2 separate regions of the Mus musculus genome follow, and region 2 is linked to region 1. Evidence: chromatin contacts called from public Hi-C data. All regions are on one chromosome and are shown on one strand. Each heading gives the region's core, a stretch centred on a gene start, on an enhancer-like site or on the middle of the called end of the contact. The rest is flanking DNA. Distances are from core to core; before and after follow the strand shown.

Region 1 (6,542 bases), core at 3,659-6,158:
GTAGAGCTTTGCTTGGCAAGCACAAGGTGCTGGGTTTGGTCTCTCAAACTGGGAGAAAAAAAGAAAGAAACAGAAAATTGTGGTGCACACACTTCTAATTCTAACTCTCAGGAGGCTGAGGCAGCAGAATTACTGTCAGTCTGAGGCCAGCCTGGTCTACACAGTGACTGCCAGGCTAGTAAGGGCAACATAGCAACACACACATGCACATGCAAAGATAAGGGGTGGGGGTTGGGGGACTCCACATATTTGTCTTCTCCCACCAGGCACACACAACAATACTACTTTTTAAAACATAAATAAAACTATCTACACATGTTTAAAATGCCAGCTTGAACTGGGTTAGACAGCTGTGCCCCAATAATCTCAGTCCTATAGATATGGAAACAGGAAGACTGCAAGTTGAAGGCCTGCCTGGGCTACAAAGACAGTACCTGTCACAAATAAACAGAGATCCCCACAAAACAAACAAACAAACAAACAGTCTTTACCATGGGCAAAAAGTAGATCATAATATAATCAAAAGCCAATGTCAATTTTGGAAAGACATGAGCTGATTATATTATAAGGAAATTCTAATAACCTGGACTAGCTGGGGGCTCAATGGGTAAAGGCACTCCCTGCCAAACCCAGCTAATCCTGAGTTCATCACAGAGACACTCTTGGCAGAAGGAGAGAACAGACTCTTTTCTTTTTTTCCCCCCTTGTCCCTTTTTTGTTTTTTTGAGACAGGGTCTCACTTTGTAGCCCTGGCTGTCCTGGAACTCATTATGTAGACCAGGTTGGCCTTGAACTCACAGAGAACTGCTTGCCTCTGCCTCCCAAGTGATTGGATTAAAGGTGTGTGCCACTACACCAGAACTGAGAACTGACTCAAGTTGTCCTTTGTCTTCCACACATAGATACATACAAATTCACTAAACAGATATAATTTTTAAAAGGAAAAAGAAAAAGAAAAGAAAGAAATTCCCCCAATTAGAATGACTTATCTTCTTACTTGATTTAGCATGACATCATAGACATCATCTCCTTCACAATACACATGAGCCTGGGAAGAGAGAACACATAGCATCAGCGCACTCAGTCTTCGGCTTAAAGTGAGACTTTTCACCCCTAATGCTTTAAGGTTTGTTCTCCAGCACCTACAACATTTGTTTTCCAGGCAGAGAAAAGGAAATGCATGCTCTACATACAGACTACCATTATTATAACTAAAACATAATAACGGGTTGGTGAGATGGCTCAGTGGGTAAGAGCACCGACTGCTCTTCCGAAGGTCTGAAGTTCAAATCCCAGCAACCACATGGTGGCTCACAACCACCGGTAATGAGATCTAATGCCCTCTTCTGGTGCATCTGAAGACAGCTACAGTGTACATATAATAAATAAATAAATCTTAAAAAAAAAAAACATAATAACTACTTCTAATTACAGAGACCTAAGAGTCTACCTCAAAAGAAACCTGCTTATAAGTAGGCTTGCTTCCAGATCCTTCCAACCTCTTTCCCCTTCATCAGTAACTCCTGCCATTCCATGGTAGTCTATAATCAAAATTACACTGTCAAGTGGGCAATGGTGACACATGCCTGTAGTCCTAGCATGCAGGGATCTGCAGAGGCAGGCAGATCTCTGAGTTTGAGATGAGTCTGGTCTATGGAGTGAGTTCCAGGAGTCACACAGAGAAACCCTGTCTCCAAACCAAACCAAACCAAACCAAACCAAACCAAACCAAACCAAACCCCCACACAGTTCTCCCTTAACAATCCTAACATTTCCTGGGTGAAGAAGGAAAGCTAATGGCAGGCCCTGTAGTAATTATGTCATATTCTGTGAATTTCTTTACATTTTTAAAAAGTAAATCTATTCATTTTTAAATTTTACATGTGTTTTACCTCTCTCTCTCTCTCTCTCTCTGTGTGTGTGTGTGTGTGTGTGTGTGTGTGTGTGTGTGTGTGTGTGTGTGTGCCACTTGCACGCCTGGTCCTGTGGAGGTCAGAAGAGTGCATCCTACCTCCTAGAAATGGAGTTACAGATGGCTCTTGAAGAACAATAAATGCTCTTAACCACTGGATCATTTCTCCAGGCTCAATATTCTGCTAAGCTGAAACCTCATCACCCCTACTTCTCAACTCTGGAGAGAAGTCATCACTAGCAATATTTTCGGAAGTATTTTTAAACTGAGCACCACCGACATTCTAGACAGGGATCATCATAAGACAAGAAAACTCTGCCTTCCATTGCAGGTGCTTTTACCTTTCCCAGCTTGGCTGCACACTCTGGGTCCACAGGGGCTTTGCCCTTTAACAGCAAGGTCTTCACAGAGTCTGAGGGAACACAAACACGCACTGCCGTTACTGATGTGGGAATCAAAAGGGCCGTCTTGGCTACAAAGCTGTCATAATTAACTTTGCCCTTCCCGAGCAGTCCAGGTCTTCTGCCTGGGTTCTAATCCATCTCAAATCTATGAAAATATTCAACAAAGTAGACTGGTACTGCAGAATGCCCAGGTGATAGAGAAATTAATTAGATCCTGAAGAGGGAAGGAACAAATGTTATCCCCATTCTTCTGGAAACCCAAGAGTTGTCCCATGTCCTCCCTGGCCCATTACCTCGATTGTCTTTTGTCCTGTCTGCGTCCTTCCCTCCAGCCATAGGCCCTTTTCTCTGGCACGTGCGCATCTTCTTGCCAGGAGGAGAGTCGTCTTCTGTTGCTTTGTTGCCATTATCAACTTTCTTGGCTTCATTTAGCACTTATGGCAAGAACAATATACCAAGAATTACTGCACTATGAAGATGATCTAACTTTACTGAAACAACACTGAAGCAAAATAAAAACACAGGAAAATTAGATGGCTATGAAAAGGAAAAGCAGCCCCTCCTATCCCCGAGTCAGGATGAAGCCTCTCTGAAGTTGAGAAGCAAGAAATTCAGCCCAATTAACATTCTATGAAGGCTGCTGATGCAGATCTTCAGATATTTTCATGTTAAAATGACACTGAATTGGGCTGTCGGCCTAAATGAATATGACAATGGGCCTGGTTCATTTCTTTCCCATTTTATGGGAGTCTTAAACAGACCACGAGCATTGTTGACAATGCTGATAACCTAACTCCCTGCATCCCTTATCATCCAGACTTGGACTCTGGAATTCTGTCAGATCTCCTCAGGAACTGTGATCTCATTTAAATTCTTTAACAACTCCTTGAAGAGCCAAAAATCACAAATCTTACATACATGTCTATTCTAAAGACAGTGAAGGGTGATTCTTCTTTGAGAAGCCCACACTCATGTTCTGTGGCGTCTCTCTTCCCAGTCATTCCGTTTCTTTTAACCCTTGTGCTTAAAACATATATTGGCATCTCCTGTAATAAACTTCCAACTTTGGTTCATTTTGCATACTCTTGAAAGTCATTTCTACTTTAAAGGCAAGAATACTAGGTTTGCCTGAGTGGAGGTCTCTGAAAAACTAAGGTTGCTGTCAGAGACAGTAGAGTTGTCTCTGCCCTTGACTGTTAACAAACATAAAACCCAAAACAAACAAAGAAACAAACCCCCAAAGGTTATTGTTTCCTTTTACGTGTATGGGTGTTCTGTCTGTATATGTATGTGTGCCACGTGCATGTCTGGATGTCTGGTGTACCTGGAGGTCTGGGAGGGTGGTTATGACTTGCCATGTGGGATTTTGGAATCAAACTCAGACCCTCTATAAGGGCAACAAGTGTTTTTTTTTTTTTTTGGTTTTGTTTTCTTTTTTTTTTTTTTTTGGTTTTTCGAGACAGGGTTTCTCTGTATAGCCCTGGCTGTCCTGGAGCTCACTTTGTAGACCAGGCTGGCCTCAAACTCAGAAGTCCGCCTGCCTCTGCCTCCCGAGTGCTGGGATTAAAGGCGTGTGCCACCACGCCTGGCTAACAAGTGGTTTTTAACATTGAGCTAACTCTCCAGCTTCTTGACAACCCTCCTCCCCCCACCCCCCTTTTTAAATGACAGGGTCTCTATATAGCCCTGGCTGTCCTGGACCTCACAGAGATCCTCCTGCCTCTGCCTCCCAAGTGCGAGCATTAAAGGTGTGAGCCAACATGCCCACCAGGCTCTCATAATATCCTTTAAAGAAAGAACTTAAAGTAGCTGGAGAGGTGGGTCAGTGATGAAGGAGCTGCCTGATTCTTCCCGAGGCTCTGGGTTTAAGTTCCATCTCTCATATGGCAGACCACAACTGTCAGTAACTCTAGTACGGGGGGTCCAACACTTCCAGGCACATACATGGTGCATATATATATATATATGCAGATAAAATACATAAAGATTAAATAATTTCTAAAGAAATAATTCAACATGCTCTTAATAACTTGCACACCACTCACTGAGCAATACTGCCTAAATTGCTATCCTGATGGGATATTAATAATAGGATAAAATAAGTTTACATAGATCTTTACAGTTCATTACATGGGTCTCATAGCCTTTGGTCTCTAATACCTTCCTTCAAACTAGACCACTTCATCATGGTCATCAGTAAAGTGTTCAACGGTCTGGACTGACCAACTTGCTGCCAGCGTTGCTATTTGGAGCTTTAGAACCTGTAAATTCATTGAACTTTAGTTGCCCGAAATATAAAACCGAGACCACAGACACAGTATACGGTCTACAGACACCAATTCTAAGATTCGAATTTTACTTTCTGAAATCGGATGTATCTTAAAAGGTTGACTACAGCTAATCACTTTACTGTAAGCGCTTATCCGTGACCCGCCTCTTTGGACTGAAGTGTAATATGAAAAAGCGAGAGGCTCCCTGTGACACTGGGCCGAGCATTCAGCCTGCGGACTGAGTTCCCACCTCGCCTTCCAGAGCCTGATCTCTGCCGCCGCGGCGCCATCGCTCTTGAAGGACGACGTCATCATCCCTTGCCCGGATGCGCGGGCTTCTTGTCTAGCACAGGAGCCTGGGGTAGAGCGCATGCAAATTACGCGCTGTGCTTTGTGGGAAATCACCCTAAACGAAAAATTTATTCCTCTTTCGAGCCTTATAGTGGCGGCCGGTCTACATCCTGAAAGTGGGCGGAGGAAGCTCATCAGCGGGGCCACGTGCTGAGTGCGTGTCACTCTTCGGCCCCTGGGAAGGTCTGAGACTTGGGCCTCCCGCGGCCCTAACCGGGCTCTCCCCGAGCGGGGAGGTGAGTTCCCAGAGAGCAGGGCTCTACGCTTGGGCAGACTGGGCAGGAGAAGCCCCGAGTCGGGGCGGATGCCTCCCTCGCCGGAGCGGATGCCTCCCTCGCCGGAGCTTGGAACAGACTCACGGCCAGCAGTGCGAGTTCAATGGCTGAGGTGAGGCACCTCCCGGGCCTCATAACCCAATTCAGACTACTCTCCCCCGCCCTCTTTTTTGATCGAGATCCTTTTGGAGTATTGACTCGAAAGGGTTTTATATATTTACTCTGTGTCTCAGCATTCAGTCAGTCATTCATTCATTTTGAACAGTTGTGACTGTATTGACCACAACCCTCTACTATAAAAAGACCAAGCTTGAGAGTTGTTCAAATATGGATTAAACCATAAAAATATAGAAGGGAGTTTGACAACATTTAGTGAAACATGATATGAACCCCCTCCCACTGTTGGATTTTTGGGGCTATACTTTAGCTATTTGTCTAGCAAAAATAAACGTAGTTCATACCTTCATGTAACTTGTTATTGGGAGAATATATATGTAGACTTATTACAAAACCAAAAAAATGAACCTGTAACTGTAATAAGTACTTAGGAAAAGCACATAGTATCATAATAGAGAAACAGGCTGGGAATTCCTCATGAAGTAAATGAGCAGAGTTGAGCTACAGCGAAGAACACTGAGAAAGGAGAAGCAATTGAGATAGGAGTGGAATAGGGCTCATACCAAGCCCAGCTTTCCTTACAAAGGCGCGAAGCTGTGACTTGACTAGTGTGTGGATGCCTCAGATCGATTAATGACCAAAACTGAAAAATAAAACTTTGATTACCATTTCCCGTCCCTCATCTCCTCCAGGTCTCCATCCAACTAACTCCATGTCCTCTTGAGCTTTCTTTAGAAAACAGGCAATTAAATTAAAAAATAAATAAATAAATAAATAAAAAGCACAAGTGATACGTACACAAACACATACAAACTCATTAAAAAAAAAAAAAAAAAAAAAAGCTGGGTGAGCCAGGCAGTGGTGGCGCACACCTTTAATCCCAGCACTTGGGAGGCAGAGACAGGTGGATTTCTGAGTTCGAGACCAGCCTGGTCTACAAAGTGAGTTCCAGGTCAGCCAGGGCTATACAGAGAAACCCTGTACAAAAAAAAAAAAAACAAAAAAAAAAAAAAACAAAACAAAACCTGGGTGTGGTGGCACACACTTTTAATCCCAATACTTGGGAGGCACAGGGAAGCAGATCTCTGAGTTCAAGGCTAACCTGGTCTAGAGGGTAAATTCCAGGACAGCCCAGGCTATATAGAAAAACTCTCTTGAAAAAAACCGAAAGAATAAAAAGAAAGAAAGAAAAAGCACAAGAGACATACATATA
Region 2 (6,349 bases), core at 814-3,313, 41 kb before region 1:
TTTAAAAAACCAAAAAAAAAACCCAAAAAACAGTTTCACAGTGAACCTTCATCTCTCATGAGCATGAATGAGCTCCACAACACAATCCCTCACTTCTTTTTCTTTTCTTCCCATCCCTGCTGTCCCTGATTCTTTGATGCCACCCTAGGTTGGGGTGTAGTGGCATCCCTTCTAAGCATTCTCAGGAGCTGCACTTTCCTTTCCCCTCAGCATTCTAACCCATCAGTCCTTAAGCATCCTGACGCTCTGAGCTCATCCATGTCTATTTTAGCCTGGATCCCGGATCTCAGCCTCCTCTTTTCATCTTACAGATTGACAGGGTCATCCTGTTTGGTCAAAGGATGGATACCGAGCTCCTGAAAGTAGCCAAACAGATTATCTGGCAGCATGTGAATTCCAAGTGCCTCTTTGTTGGTGTCCTCCTACAGAAAACACAGTACATGTAAGGTTGCTGGTTGTTCTTGTACGGCGTCTGAAGACAGTTGTCCATATTTTCCCGTCTGCTCCTGTCAAAGTCTCACTTGTTTGATGTTTTGTATCTTGCCTTCTTGCTTTATTAGTTCTATTGAATTTAATTTTCTAGGACTTTCTTTGAAGTCTTTTTGCCCCTGTATGCTATTAGATACTGGACCCAGACCTTCTGTCCTTCTAGGCAAGCATCCTCTCACTGAGCTGTACTCTGGCCACATAATTCTATTACGACAAGATTGGTTGCACTCAGGGTAATACAGCTATCGGTCACAAAACTGTTATATAGGGGTGAGGTGTATATCTTAAGGTACTGCGGAGTAGAGTCTAGGTATATAGCCTTGGCTGGGTTTGAACTTGATATCCTCCTGTCTTCCAGGGCAGGTGCTGGGATTGCAGATGTAAGCCACTACCCCTGACTCCAGGCATCGATTTCGGTGCTTAGTGACTGCTTCTTTCTTTGGCAGATCACCAAATTTGAATCCCAACGATGTGACGCTCTCAGGCTGCACTGACGGGATCCTGAAGTGAGTCCACATTGGGCATCGGAGGGGAAAGAGGTTGCCTTAGAATGCACTTAAGGGATTCTCTATGCCTGTTAGCTCATTTATTTATTTTTCAAAATAAGATGGCTTATTTTCTTTCACAGATGTCTAAGCTTATCAGCAATACAGTGTGATAAGGGTTCCAACCTTCACTGCCTTTTTTTTTTTTTAAATAGAGCACTTTTGTTTTCTTTTTTTTTCTTTTTTAATTTAAATGTATTTGTTTAGTCCATGTGTATGAGTCCACTGTCACTCTCTTCAGACACACCAGAAGAGGACATCAGATCCCATTACAGATGGTTGTGAGCCACCATGTGGTTGCAAGGAATTGAACTCAGGACCTCTGGAAGAGCAGTCAGTGCTCTTAACCACTGAGCCATCTGTCCAGCTCAACCTTCACTGTCTTAATGCTTGATCACTCTCAACAACCTCTACCTCCTGGCTAAAGGTGGTACCTCAGCTCTGTGTTATACACATCCAAGTTTATGCTATATCCAATGAGAAAGAGGAAAAGCAGGTTGGAACCTTGGATCATCAGTTAAGAGTACATACTGCTCTTGCAGAGGTCCTGGATCTTGATCTGGTACCCAGTACTCAGTACCCAGTACCCAGTAACCATGCCAGGTGGCTCCCAACTACCTGTAATTGTATCCAGCTCCAAAGGGATTCAACAACCTCCTGCAACTCCAGAGATTTGATGCCTCTGCAGACACTGCACTTTTTGGTGCACACGAACCCATAGACGTACACACAGGCATACATAATTAGTTTTTAAAAGGAAATCTTTCTGATCTATTTTATTGAGTTATTATTTGCAATTATTATGCATAATTTTTGTTATTCACCACTTTATTAATTTCCATATGTTTTTAGCTTTTGAGATTAAGTTCTAATTACATCATTTCCCCCTTCTCTTTCCTCTCTCCAATCCCTCCTGTGGTTTGCTCCTCTTGCTTGCTCTCAAATATATAGTCTCTTTTTCTTTGTTCCTGTTACACACAGAGAGACTATAACTAGCTCAGCTCAGTTGGTGTTCCTTGTATGTGAATGATGTCAGGGCTGACAACTGGTATTACGTAACAAAGTTAGAGGGCTCATCCCTGGGGAAGCCTTTCTTCTACTCTTAGCATCCCTTAGTTACCTGTGCTTCTCTGTTTAGATCCCCACTTGGGTCTCTTGGTGATGTACTTGTTCAGGCTTTGTTTAGGTTGCCACACAGAGACATATACACAAACACATAATTGAAACTTTTTAAAACAATTTTAAAAAAACAAAAGTCGAGTGTGGTGTTGCATGCCTTTATTCCCTTGAGCAGCAGTAGCAGGCAGAGATCAGCCTGGTCTACATAGTAAGTTCCAGGCTAGCCAAGTCTACATAGTGAGACCCTGGAGAGAGAGGGGGGGAAAGAGGGAGAGAGAGAGAGAGAGAGAGAGAGAGAGAGAGAGAGAGAGAGAGAGAGAGAGAGAGAGAAAGAGAGAGAGAGGGAGAGGGAGAGGGAGAGGGAGAGAGAGAGAGAGCGAGAGAGAGGAGCGATATGAAAAAATTATATTACTTTTATGTGTATGAATGTTTTGCTGGTGCAAATTATATATATATGATGGGCAAGGCCAGAAGAGGGCGTCAGGTTCCCTAGAACTGGAGTCACAAACAGATGTGAGCATCCATGTGAGCATGTGGGTGATGGAAACCTTCCTTGGGAAGAGCTGCAGATGCGTTTGAACCTTCATGTTTGTTTCCTCTCGTCAAGTTTTCTTTGGATGTCACCTACACTCTTCAACTCATATTGGGAAGCCTCAAGCAATAGGGAGCTATTGTAGTTTATACAGAGCTGATCGCACAGAACAGGGAAGGTCTTAAACTGTAACTTTAGCTCAGACCAGTTTTCTAACAGGGATCTTAAGGTCACCATGCACAGAGAGTGGGAGGGGCTGGGCTGGTGACATCCTTCATCCCCAGTGTTTTGTAGTCTTATTTTCCAGTACACTTTCCTGGCTTATGGTTATCCTTTTTGTCTGGCTAGTCTTTTTGAGATGGGTCTCATTATATGATCCGGGCTCACCTGTACTTGTGATTGCCCCTAGCTCAGGTTGAGAACTGTGACCATGACATACCAGGTCTGCTCTATGGCTGTCTTCCTGAGGGGAGCCGCTGAACTGAGCAGGCGTGTCTTTGCTGCCTGTTTCTCTTGGGATGCCTTCCTGGTTCTGATCTCCAATATTCTGTTTTCATCATGCTTTTCTTAGATTCATTGCCGAACATGGAGCCTCTCGTCTCCTGGAACATGTGGGACAACTAGATAAACTATTCAAGATCCCCCCACCCCCAGGAAAGACACAGGCACCGTCTCTCCGGCCGCTGGAGGAGAACATCCCTGGTCCCTTGGGTCCTATTTCCCAGCATGGGTCAGTCTAGGTTGTGGGACTTGGTGATCTGGGAGGGTTGCCATCAGAACCTGGAGAAATCCTGTGCCTGCCATTCTGTCTGCTAGGGGCATTTGCATTTGGTCTGTTTACTAAGGTCTTTGTTCTCCTCCCCAGGCAGGGGCTTCCTGGGAACTGTCAGACTGTGAACCTATTCCTTGCTTTACTAGAGAGAAAAAAAAAATGTCTGTATGTAGGGAGGAGAGAAGACTCCACATCGATATAGCCAAGGCTTAGGCAAAAGGTTTAGGGCACAGGCTCTGGCTTTTCACATGGGCTTGCTTGATTGTTTTAATTTCTTAAAGATATAAGATATAGTTAAGAATAAGGTTAAGGTTTGCCTCAAAGCATTGCATTGATCGAATAGTAACTTTTTAATATGATTTTTTTTTTTAAAGAAAGAGGCACATAAGAAGTGGGGCTCAAATCTCAGGTTTCTGTAATTAGTCCCACAGCTAGGATATTATCTGGAGGCTGGTAAGACACCCTTCTGGCTATAGGGTTTATGTCAAGTGCTTAAGGGTCATTGCACCTATAACTCTGGACTTGAGATGGGGACTGAGCCCGACCCTCCACTTGCCCCCAGATGGCGCAATATCCGGCTTTTCATTTCATCCACTTTCCGTGACATGCATGGGGAGCGAGATTTGCTGATGAGATCTGTTCTGCCCGCACTGCAGGCCAGAGTGTTCCCCCACCGCATCAGTCTTCACGCCATTGACCTGCGCTGGGGTATCACAGAGGAAGAGACCCGCAGGAACAGGTGCAGGGCCACAGGGAAGAGGGGCTAGGTCAGGGGTGAGACGATTGAGTGGTGGAACTCGAGGGACCATGATCAAGACTACAAGAATAAATGAGGGTGAGGGCGGGCCTTTTAGATACCAACAGAAACTTTATCACCACTTTGCCCAGTTCGATTCAGGACCCTGCCGCCTCTGTATTACTATTGCTTGAAACTGCCCCCAGTGACTCCTTCCTGTTCCTGTAATCATGCCTACAGACAACTGGAAGTGTGCCTTGGGGAGGTGGAGAACTCACAGCTGTTCGTGGGGATTCTGGGCTCCCGCTATGGCTACATTCCCCCCAGCTATGATCTTCCTGATCATCCCCACTTTCACTGGGTAAGGCAGACAAGGTTGGTGGAGCTGGGGAAGAAACAGGGGTTGGAAAAAGCCCCTTGACAGGATGATGCCCCAGCAGGTCCTTGAGTCTTGATGTGAAACGCTGGCAGACGACTCTACCAGATGTACCTAGATGAAGCAGTTCCTTTGAGAGGGGTTTCTTCCCTGCGTTCTCAGAGGGTTGAAAGTTAATCTGCTTAGCTTTTGTCATCAGTTGGATGGTTTAGGTAAAAGGATCAGGAGTTGCAGGCCAGCCTGGGCAACTAAATGACATTGTTTCAGAATATAATGCAAAAAGTCATCTGGCTCCTGCTTTTAATGGTTTTAATGGCTTTAATGGTTTTCACTGGGGAGTGAAAGGCAGAAGGCCCTCCATGAGTTTGAGGTTATCCTAGTTTGCATAGTAAGTTCCAGGCCATCCAGGTCATACAGTGAGGACCCCCCCCCACACACACACACACAAAAGGGTCTGGGAATATAATTTGGTGGTAGATTACTTGGCTACTACAAGTATGGTTCCGAATCCAATCTTCAACACTAAGGAAAAAGTTGTATTTTAAAATACCCAGTACCAGGCTGGAGAGATGGTTCAGCAGTTAAGAGTACCGACTGCTCTTCCGAAGGTCCTGAGTTCAAGTCCTAGCAACCACATGGTAGCTCACAACCACCCGTAATGAGATCTGATGCCCTCTTCTGGTGTGTCTGAAGACAGCTACAGTGTACTTATGTATAATAATAAATAAATCTTAAAAAAAAAATACCCAGTACCTGTTAATCATTTGCTAATGGTTAGCTAGTAACTATATTTTACGGTCTGTGTTTCGGGGAAGGACACAAGATTACTGAGATAAGGGTGATCTCGGGCATCTGAAGGCTTCCAGAGATGGGCTGATGCTTGGGACTGACCCTACCTCTGTCTTCCCTCTCCATGCAGACCCATGAGTACCCTTCAGGGCGATCCGTGACAGAGATGGAGGTGATGCAATTCCTGAACCGTGGCCAACGCTCGCAGCCTTCGGCCCAAGCTCTCATCTACTTCCGAGATCCTGATTTCCTTAGGTACCTCCTGTTGCTACCAGGTTAAAATGTCCCCCACAGAAAGCCAGATAGATCCCGTCCTCAACCCCCAGCATTCAGTGCTGAAAGAAACAGGCCTCAGATCCGTTTTTTTCCACTCCGACTCTAGTACAAAGTTTCAGGGGGCAGAGCCTTATCTCCTGGCTGATGACAGGAGACAGAGGGTCTGAGTCTGGCCCTGCACCTGAGTCTGGCCCCGCCTCCGGGGTGTCTTTTGTGATCAGCTCTGTGCCAGATGCCTGGAAACCTGACTTTATATCTGAGTCAGAAGAAGCTGCACATCGGGTCTCAGAGCTGAAGAGATATCTACACGAACAGAAAGAGGTTACCTGTCGCAGGTGAGCTGCCGGAGGCCGAGGCACCCCTCCGTTAGAGGCGTGGTGCAGGGAGCCAGGCTTACTCTGGGTTGGGTTATGTTTTCCCTATAGCTACTCCTGTGAATGGGGAGGTGTAGCGGCTGGCCGGCCCTATACTGGGGGCCTGGAGGAGTTTGGACAGTTGGTTCTCCAGGATGTGTGGAGCATGATCCAGAAGCAGCACCTGCAGGTGAGCGGGGGTGCAGACAGAGAGGGGCGAGCTTGGTAGTCCTGGGTGGGAGCAAGTTGGTGGGTTTTAGGCCAAGAGGGTCCAAGAAACATGGAGATATAATCAGCGCTCTGTGACCCTCAGCCTGGGGCCCAGTTGGAGCAGCCAACATCCATCTCAGAAGACGATTTGA

Evidence for each region. Hi-C and Micro-C count contacts between places; a contact is called where the count stands out from the background.
Region 2: a contact with region 1 is called in a Hi-C map of bone marrow-derived macrophages, with 78 read pairs. The contact joins the enhancer-like site here to the promoter of Parp2 in region 1. A contact is called at or near these places in 1 of 39 promoter capture datasets (pre-B cells), 18 of 484 Hi-C or Micro-C datasets (the C2C12 cell line, the G1E-ER4 cell line, the HPC-5 cell line and 11 more), 9 of 115 datasets of contacts at active chromatin or transcription factors (the 230-238 cell line, the SCID.adh cell line, bone marrow-derived macrophages and 3 more) and 4 of 9 other capture datasets (adipose tissue, embryonic stem cells, liver and 1 more).

The regions. Positions count from the first base shown.
Region 1 is chr14:50,806,282-50,812,823 of GRCm38.p6, reverse strand. Parp2 (poly (ADP-ribose) polymerase family, member 2) reads right to left here and starts at 4,908. Exons shown (of 16, transcript NM_009632.3): 1 at 4,837-4,908; 2 at 2,610-2,750; 3 at 2,254-2,324; 4 at 998-1,048. The coding sequence starts at 4,876. It also overlaps Rpph1.
Region 2 is chr14:50,844,680-50,851,028 of GRCm38.p6, reverse strand. It overlaps Tep1 (telomerase associated protein 1), which reads left to right. Exons shown (of 55, transcript NM_009351.2): 16 at 312-442; 17 at 936-995; 18 at 3,257-3,415; 19 at 4,020-4,196; 20 at 4,434-4,554; 21 at 5,489-5,613; 22 at 5,856-5,969; 23 at 6,060-6,177; 24 at 6,301-6,349. Among named protein-coding and RNA genes, the nearest start is that of Gm52116, 11 kb to the right of the region's middle. Within about 2 kb of position 2,063, at least 3 of the 459 cell types and tissues checked have an H3K27ac peak or open chromatin away from gene starts, as enhancers often do. A contact at or near this core is called in bone marrow-derived macrophages, where this site is marked.